Regions from separate parts of the Zea mays genome. Here region 1 is linked to region 2. The links are chromatin contacts, called in public Hi-C maps. All regions are on one chromosome and are shown on one strand. Each heading gives the region's core, a stretch centred on a gene start, on an enhancer-like site or on the middle of the called end of the contact. The rest is flanking DNA. Distances are from core to core; before and after follow the strand shown.

The links. A called contact is a pair of places that touch in the nucleus more often than the background predicts.
Region 1: a Hi-C map of tassel shows a contact between it and region 2, with 2.7 times the contacts expected there. The contact joins the promoter of LOC103653493 here to the promoter of LOC103653486 in region 2. A contact is called at or near these places in 2 of 25 Hi-C or Micro-C datasets (ear and tassel).

Annotation. Positions count from the first base shown.
Region 1 is chr4:88,730,325-88,734,746 of Zm-B73-REFERENCE-NAM-5.0, forward strand. LOC103653493 (zinc-finger homeodomain protein 10) reads left to right here and starts at 1,441. Exons shown (of 1, transcript XM_008680387.3): 1 at 1,441-2,931. The coding sequence starts at 1,594. The coding sequence ends at 2,694.
Region 2 is chr4:88,186,361-88,190,799 of Zm-B73-REFERENCE-NAM-5.0, forward strand. It overlaps LOC103653486, which reads right to left and starts at 1,267. Exons shown (of 2, transcript XM_008680376.3): 1 at 590-1,267; 2 at 1-354. The coding sequence starts at 702. The coding sequence ends at 243. LOC103653487 (replication protein A 70 kDa DNA-binding subunit A) reads right to left here and starts at 1,483. Exons shown (of 9, transcript XM_035967298.1): 1 at 1,277-1,483.

The DNA.
Region 1 (4,422 bases), core at 191-2,690, 540 kb after region 2:
GGATATTCATACTCCTAAAGATCATTAGAACAAATTCCAAGCGCGGAGCGTGTAACTTCTTACCTGCCAAGTGGAAGGGTCACCGGCTTGCTCTCGCCGCTGAATTGGTTCACACACATATGCACGGAATAACTGTTTTCATGGCGGCAAACGTAATTTCAAGAGAAAAGTTTGGAATGCTTAATCTGCTTTAAGCTCTATTTCGATAGCAATAAGCATAACTATTTGTTGTCATTTAGTTTGGCATAGATGTACAAAAAAATTTAAAAACATGGAGCAACATTCAATTGATCGTAGCAGCTTTGAGTATTTTTTTGTATATATTTCAAGTCAATTATCAGCAACTATGGTCTTCTTAGTTTGATTTTAATATCAAATGACGATTGTGGCTTTCAATACATAACCATGGACCAAAACTAACTACCTGATACCTCACCATGTCGCCTAAATTCCCTCCATACCTCACCTCATCGCTTGCAGAGCCGAGACCAGATAATACAGTTCACTTCAGGGAGAAAACAGAAACAAATAAACGCAGACAAGAGGGCGACCAATCTGGCGGAGCTGCTGGAGCTTGCTGCAGTGACCGCATGGTGAGGTAGACGGAACTGCCAGAACCTGCTGCTGTGACCACGCGGACAGGCGGGAGACCAAGACGCGTCGAGTGGTGACGCGGTTCTGAGCCTGCAGTTCAGGGCAGCTGGAGGAGAGCCAGCGCTCCGCTACAAGAGACAGCGCGTGCAGGCGGAGGATGGTCGACGCGGGCATAGCAGCGGCGTTTGTGGGGGAGAGGATGGGATTCCTGGCGACGGCAACGACAAGGGGGAAGAGGATGGCACTGGGGCTCTAGCAGTTGCTGTTACTCATCATTGTCGACACCGACGACAAAAAATAAAAGGAAAAAAAAAGCTTTGGATGGTTAGGTCATTGCCTTGTTGCTGGATTGTCCTCGACGACCTGGCCGAACGGCGGCAGGAACGGTGACGGTGCCCCCCTCCTGGTATCCCCAGCAGCTAGCACGCTGATGGCTTGGAACTGCCCATGGGCGACGCCGGTGGGAGGCCCTGAGCGTTGGGGTGACCTGTCGAGCCGGCGCCGGGGGGAGAGGGTTGGGCGGTGACCTACCGAGCTGACGGCGGGGGTTGAAGCTACGTGTGGTGGGGCGTGCGTGCGACGAAGCTGACCTCCGCGCGGGGTGGGGGTGACCTACTGAACCGGCGCGGCGGCGCCTGAGGCAAAGCTACGCGCGCGCGGCTCCTGGAAGCTTCGCGGCACAGCGCGAGAAGGCTGCCTGGGAGGTATTGTGTGGAACCGTTGATACGTAATCGGACGACTAGATGTTTTTCTGATAACGTGGATGGGCTATCAGGCCACGTTTCCTTGCTGCTTTAATAATAAGGAAATACCTACCCGCTTCTCTTCACCGCCCTACCTGTAGTTTTGCTTTTGTCCCCTCGTCCTTTGTCGCTGGCTCGCTGTCCTCCGGGACAAAACAGCCAAGGCGCAAGCGGTAATCTTCCGTTGTGTGGGCGTGCTCTGCTGCAGACAGTGGTGACGCCGTCTCTCTCCGAGAAGAAGGGCGCGAGGGAAAGGATGGAGGCGACGGTCGACCTCAAGTACGAGCCGCTGTTCCCGAACGGCGGCGTGTCATCGGCGACCAAGAAGACGAGGCTCAGGGTGGCGGCCGGCGGAGAGACGTGGGTGTACCGCGAGTGCCTCAAGAACCACGCGGCGAGCCTGGGAGGTCACGCCCTGGACGGGTGCGGCGAATTCATGCCGTCGCCGGAGGCCGACCGGGCGGACCCGAGTTCGCTCAGGTGCGCCGCGTGCGGATGCCACCGCAACTTCCACCGCCGGCTCGTCGAGCTGCCACTGCCACCGCCTCTCCTCGCCTTGCCGCCACCACTGGCGCCGGCGCCGGCTGTCGCGTCGCACGTAATGCGTGACAGCCGCCGCACGATGCGCGGCGAGGAGGCGCGCCTGCCGGCCGCATTCGACGACGAGGCGGAGGAGTCGGACGCGAGCTCGGATTTCTACGAGGACCGCCCGCTGTCGCCGATGCCGGCGCAGGCGGCAATTGTGTCGCCCGGCTACCGCCAGGCCACGACGCACACGCTCCTCGCGCTGATCATCGGCGCGCCGAGCCCCCAAACCCCCGCAGCGGCGCCGCGGCCGCCCCCGCCCACCTCCGTGGGCCCGATGCCGGCGCCCGCGACTGCTCCCGGTGCCGCCGCCGCCGCGGCGGCGGCGGCGAGGAAGCGGTCCCGCACGAAGTTCAGCCCGGAGCAGAAGCAGAGGATGCAGGCTCTGTCGTCGCGACTGGGTTGGCGGCTGCAGAAGTGCGACGAGGCGGCGGTGGACCAGTGCTGCCAGGAGATCGGCGTCAGCAAGGGCGTCTTCAAGGTCTGGATGCACAACAACAAGCACAACTTCGTGGGCGGCCACAGCGCGCGCCGCAGCGCCTCAGCCTCAGCCTCTGCTGCCGCGGCCAACCCGGCCATGCAGCAAAGGTCCGACGCCGCCGCTGTCTACCCTTCCTCCCACGGCGATGGCGCCCCAGCAGCAGCCGTCGTTGCCCACCCATCCGCTCCACCGCCCGTGCCTGTCCACTCTAACTTCAACATCGAAGGCACCGCCGCCGATGACTTCCGCGTCCAACCGTCGACGGCGAGTGGCGGCTCGCCGCAGTCCTAGTCAAGTTAGTGCTAATCAGTCATGGTTATTTGTAGCCTCGTGTCTAATTAACCAACCCTAATGGAGTCCTAGCAATGTTGGATGCATGGGACTATGGGGGAGTTCTAGTGAAGCCTGCTGGTCTTTGTTAATGGTGGAGCCCAAAGAAGGATCTTAGAAATGTGGGCTTTTAGGATCTGATGATGTAATGAACTAATGATCCAGGATTAGTGCTTATGAGTACAGTAGCAGCGAGTGGTACTACGTACTAGTAGACTGTTAGAGTAACTCCAATAGTCTAATTATAGTCTTAGATAAATTTAGAGTTAGAGTTCTATGAGGATTTAAAAAATAGATAACTTCTTAAACGATGGGATAAACCAACAAACTCTCTAAATCTTCTTTATCCATGTTCAAATCACCTTACAACCGGTCGTTACCGCGCGACCTTAAGACTGATCGTCTGTCGTCGTGTAGGCCGAGCCACACAGGTTGCCTCCACTGCTTCTCATGGCCTAACCTTCTCATTGAAAACGAAATCTTTCTCATCTACGTAAACGATCAGGTGAGGGAAGGGAGGGAGTGCGATCCGGCCGACCCGATGGAAGCCACACTCCCTCTTCTATGTCCACTGCACGGCTAGTACCAACTGGTGGCTGGATGGTTGTGATCTCAACTGCCTGCGGGCCCACACGTGGCTTCCTAACACACATAGGGAGGATAATAGGGCGTGGAAGCGGCATGAGGACGACGAGTTCCACATAGCGCGAGACTGAAACGGGGCGTGAGGGAGGGAAGGCCCGCGACACGTAGGATAAAAACGAGACGGATACAGACAGATACAGGGTTATCTCGTATTTTACTTTAACGTATTTCTCTCGGATACGTGATCTGACACGGGTAGTTAAGATTCGAGACGGATATAAGACGAGACCGGGTAATAATACGAGTGGGTAAGAAACGGATAACGCATACTACACGGGTAGGTACCGGATAATTGTCGGGTAGTTTGTCCCGATGATATTAATTGTACAACCATCTAACAAATACATAAATTAAGTAATACATAATCATGTATATGATAGATCAAATGTAGGAAAAAGAAACCGATAAAATTGACATCATGCAGTTCAAAGTTACTAATCACGAGGACATTGTAGAACCAACACCACAATATTAAAAATTCAAAAAATATTCTAGTTTCACTCAAAAATTGCAAATAAGTTACAAAAACTAATAAGCATTTTATACGAAGATAACTCAAGTCCTCGTATGAAAACGATAAAGTAAAGTATTGATTATGTTGAAACTTGGATACTTACAGTGATTTCACATGTAACTCATACAATTAAATGAAAGTGAAATGGAAGAAACACGTGCATCTTATAGATCTTATGATCCAAATATTTTTTATGGTTATATATAAACATATGTTGTGCCTCCGTAAAATTTCATGATTTTTTGAGGCTATTTATACATCTATTAATTTATTGTCATAGAAAATCATCAAAATACAATTAAATCCATAAAATAATGTAGGGTCGATCGAAAATTGCAAATAAGTTACCAATACTAATAAATAGTCTCTACAAAGATAACCTTAAGTTCCCACGTGGCGATAACATTAAGTCCCCTCACATAAAAATGATAAAGTATATTAATTTGATATAAATTTGGACATTATTTCAATGATTTTGACCTAAATATATGTTTAAACAAAAATTTGATGTACTACAAAGTTATAGATCT
Region 2 (4,439 bases), core at 17-2,516:
ATTGAAATGCACACAACTAAATTAAAGCTATAGTTACATGCATAGTACAATTGAATGTTACAAATACTGCTTTTATTAGCCAGTGTTATGTCTTTATTTATACTAATGCTATTCACATACTATGGAGATTTAGACCATTGGAAATGCACTTTGTAATACTTAACTTGGTGTTCTAAAACATAAGATAGGTGTTCTGAAACATAAGATATGAAATTGCACTTGGTAATACTTAGTGTGGTGTTCTAAAACAGAAGAGAGGTGTTTTGAAATAGAAGAGAGGGTACATATTTGAGCATATGTAGAGCCCAGGTACCTCGCTCTACAACATCAAGGATTATCTTGTCATTCATAAGGTACGCCGCTCTACAACATCAAGGCTTATCTCGTCATTTAGATTATGTAGGCTATATGCAAATATTCGTTATACATTGGTTGGATTGCACCCAATATTCTACTTCTTGTTTAAATTTTTGATGCTTTCGTTCCAACCTTTATTTTTATACTTTCTCATAGTCTGTCATTGTTGATTGAAGGTCACTTTTAAGAGCTATTGTCATATTGATTTTCCTCATTATTTATCTTTTTTAGAGTTAAAGGCCCTTTCTTCAGTCTTTCACTATTAAGACACAATTTCATGTTGCAAAGATCTTCAATGGATGATATTGATGACGATATATAAGGGATATCACTCTTGAGCCACATAAGCTTGATGAAGAGATTGTTGAATCTAATCTTGAGCTTGAAGCAGACTTTGTACAATTTAAATATGATGATCGATCACAAAAGGTACTTCATTCTGTTGCCACAAACATGTTTAGCGACAAGGAGATGTGCTGCTAAGTCTGTTTTTACATGGAAGATGGGAAATGGACATAAACAGTGAACATGAAGAAGGGTGTGCTAGATGGAAAGGAAACCGGTCAAGCTGATTGAATAAGAAGAAGTCTCTTAACTACTATAAATCCATCCATGAAATGGAGAAGATTAATGCTAAGCCACTTCAAGAAAAAAGGTTGGGTCTAGTCGTTGTTGTCTCTATACTGGCAAAGGGAATGCGGAGATACATTTCGAGAAGAAAAAGGCAATGATATGGAGGTGTTTTGTCTTTCATTGATAAAAAATTAGAAATGAGCAGGTGATGAATGTCACATGAATATATTTAGCTATTTCAAATGGAAACCAACTTTGTTATTGTACTGGCTTTTGTTCATAATAAAAACACAGAAGGCAATGGAAAATCTACATGCAAATGTTTTGCTAAAGCTTTGATTCATACCTTTTTGTCTTTGATGATCCGGTTGTGACTATTCCTCTCCTTCCTTTTTTTTTACTTTTTTCTTCCTCAAGCTGGGTCTGGGTTAGCTATACGTCTCGGCAGTCACTTTCCTTTTTTTATATATGTGCGCTGTTGTGACTCTTCCTCTTCTTTTTCTATTTCTACTTTTTTTTCTTACCTTTATCTTTCCTATGTGGGTTCCACTCTGGCCGACATGTGCATGCACTTTCTTTTTTATATAGCTTTAGACCCTTTCAGCGTTTGCCACGTTTCAGTTTCTGGAGATTTCCAGAGGGGCCCTTGCTGTATGGATGTTATCTGACGGATGACATTGTATCAAAGGATAGATCAACGGTATATAAATATCATGGTGACGTGGATGCTCTCCCCAGCGGCGAAAGTGCGCTGCTTTCGTTTTAAAAGATAGGAATCGCCTCCGCCGGACTGGAGGTGACAACCGTCAAGTACTAAAGCAATGACAATATGGATAATACGTCTTCCCCTTTTTAAAGGGCTTGTTTAAGAGCAAGATTGATACAGACGATTGAGTGACTACTTACTATTCAAAATTGAATAGTAAATAATTCTAACACTCTTAATCTCCTACATTATCCTTACTAATAAACAACCCTTAAGTTTATTCTAACTAAACATTTCTAACTTTAACCATTAATTTTAAAATTGCATATAGTAGTTCGCAACACGTGAAATATTATTATGAAATTATTCTACACATTGAAATCTAAACTATTAACCTTATGTTGTTTATCTATACAATCTTATTAAAATAATAATGGTTCAGACAGAAAAGTTTGATATAAATAAAAGTAATAATATGCATATAAAAAACAGTGATAATTGAGTTACCCGTTCAACTGGTTCCTTTTGACAGCGACACATTATATATATACTAGTCGGTTGTTCGTGCGTTGTGACGGCTCAAAACAATACTCGCGTAAACTATTCATAAAAAGATTTCAAGATTTTTTATTGATTTTGTCTCCGCTCTCCGCATAATATTTTTTGATTTGACTAACTCATGTTATTGTTTACTCTATCCAATATATCTTGGTACAACACGGTCAATGAAGGGAGCAATTAGAAGAGAGTTCACAACGACTGAATAAACGAAAGAGATTATAGAATGACATAATTCCACCATACAGAGACCAAACAAGAGGAAGTTTGTGAGTTCAAGTTTCTAAAATAAGTCACATGAACTCAAACTTATAAAAAAAGATAGATCAAAATATGGAGTGGTTGCTAAACGGGATGCGCTCTATACAAATTATTGTACTTCGTAGCAATTACTAACATTTAAAACCAACAAATAACTTTTTGTTTTACTGTTAGTGTGACAAATCATTGTTGCTTTATCCAATTCAGCAACTTCAAACACCATGGAGTCCATTGCGCCAATGTGGTCTCAGAAACGACCTAATGCTTGTAAGAGCCAAGAACACAAGAGATGAGCACCCTGTGGTAGTGCCCGCATAGATCTTCAAATCCTAACACATATTTTACAGGATTCATGAGCCATCATCAGAATAACACAAACCATGTGCGGATAATAAATAAAGTATTAACACACCCAATTTATGTTCAGTCCTTAGCACAACAAAAAACTAACACCCAAAACAACAGAGGAACAACACAATAATTTTTGTAATGACAGAAGGATGGGTTACAGGTACATAAAAGCGGTAGAAGCATACCGAGTCAACACCGTGGTAAGGAAAAGGCCATGTAGACAGGCGATGCCAAGCCATTGAATAGGTACCATAGACAGCAAATTAGTGACCCTCATCCCTCGCCTCCCCCACTTCTAAGGTTTCGTAGAGCAGAAAGGGAAGGGAAGAGGCGAGCATACATGTTCATTGCCGGAGAAGGACACGACAAATACCTAGACATCTAGAGGCGACATAGGTAGTATACCGCTAGATACATATAGGGAGAGAGCAAGCAAGCGAAGAAAGAAGCCCAGCCGGAGCAGCTCCAAACCAAGAGGCACTCGCACCAGGCATCAGTCCGAGAAGGGCGAGAGAATGCGACTTTCGGTGTTTAATGTCCGACCGCACCCCCGGGGGTACCCTCGTGGTGCTTTCGGGTAGGACGGTGTCATAGATCGTAACTCGATGGTTCGTGTCGTGGGCACGAGGAAGAGAGAGTCGGGCGATTTTCTACAGGTTCGAGCCGCTTTGAAGGGCGTAATACCCTACTTCCTGGTGTGGCTTTATATGTATGGTGTGTTTACAAGTGGTGTCTCCTGAATGGAGAGATGCTAATGAGATGAAAATGATGGGGTTCCCCCTAGGCCTTATATACATGACCGTAGGGCACTCCCTGCGCACATGTTGATCACACTCTTCCAGCTTATCTCCTAGCTAATTGCGAACATACTTTGCTTATCCTGAGGAACACCCGGTGGCTCCGTTCCGAGCTATCCCTGGTGTGTGAGGACGTCGGGTGCGGGAAAAACGAACAGCTTCCACGGGATCATGCCTAATCCCACGAACGATCCGGACTTAAGCCATCGCCTTCTTGGGTCGACCCATTTCAACTGTAGTCTTTGCCCGTCCCACGATGCGGCGACCTTGCAGGGCAACTAGCTTGTGGCCTCGAGCAGGGTTTTCGCCTTCTAATGGACCCGGGGGATATATGTCCCCCACAGCGACTACCTTCCCAGCCCTGGACCCACCGAGGCGACACACCACCACCACCAACTCCGTAGCATATGCGATTGTTGCCGCTCTACGGGTCTTGGTTGTCCAATATCTTAGATCTGGACTCATCATCACCAAGATAACCTAAGCGTGGCAAGCGCCACCGTGTCCTCCTTGGTGGCACGCAACGAAGAAAGGCTAGGAGGACTTGCTCTGTACCTGTATCGACGAGCATCGGTCGGCTCGCAGTTGTGACCGTGGGTGGGGGCAGTAGGTTGGGGAGGAAGAATGGGGCGAAGGCCGGGAAGACGAACAAGACGTCCGACGACGGTGAAAACGATGGTGCGCGCATGCTGCGAAACGTCCTCGTGGACGTGCAATAGCCACTGAGCGGGTCGATGTCGGGGCTGGTGTCGCGAATACGGGGAGGAGGCCTCTGCTCCCACGCCCTCTACCGAGAATGGGGTGGCGCAGAGGCGGAGACATGAGGGGGAGAGAAA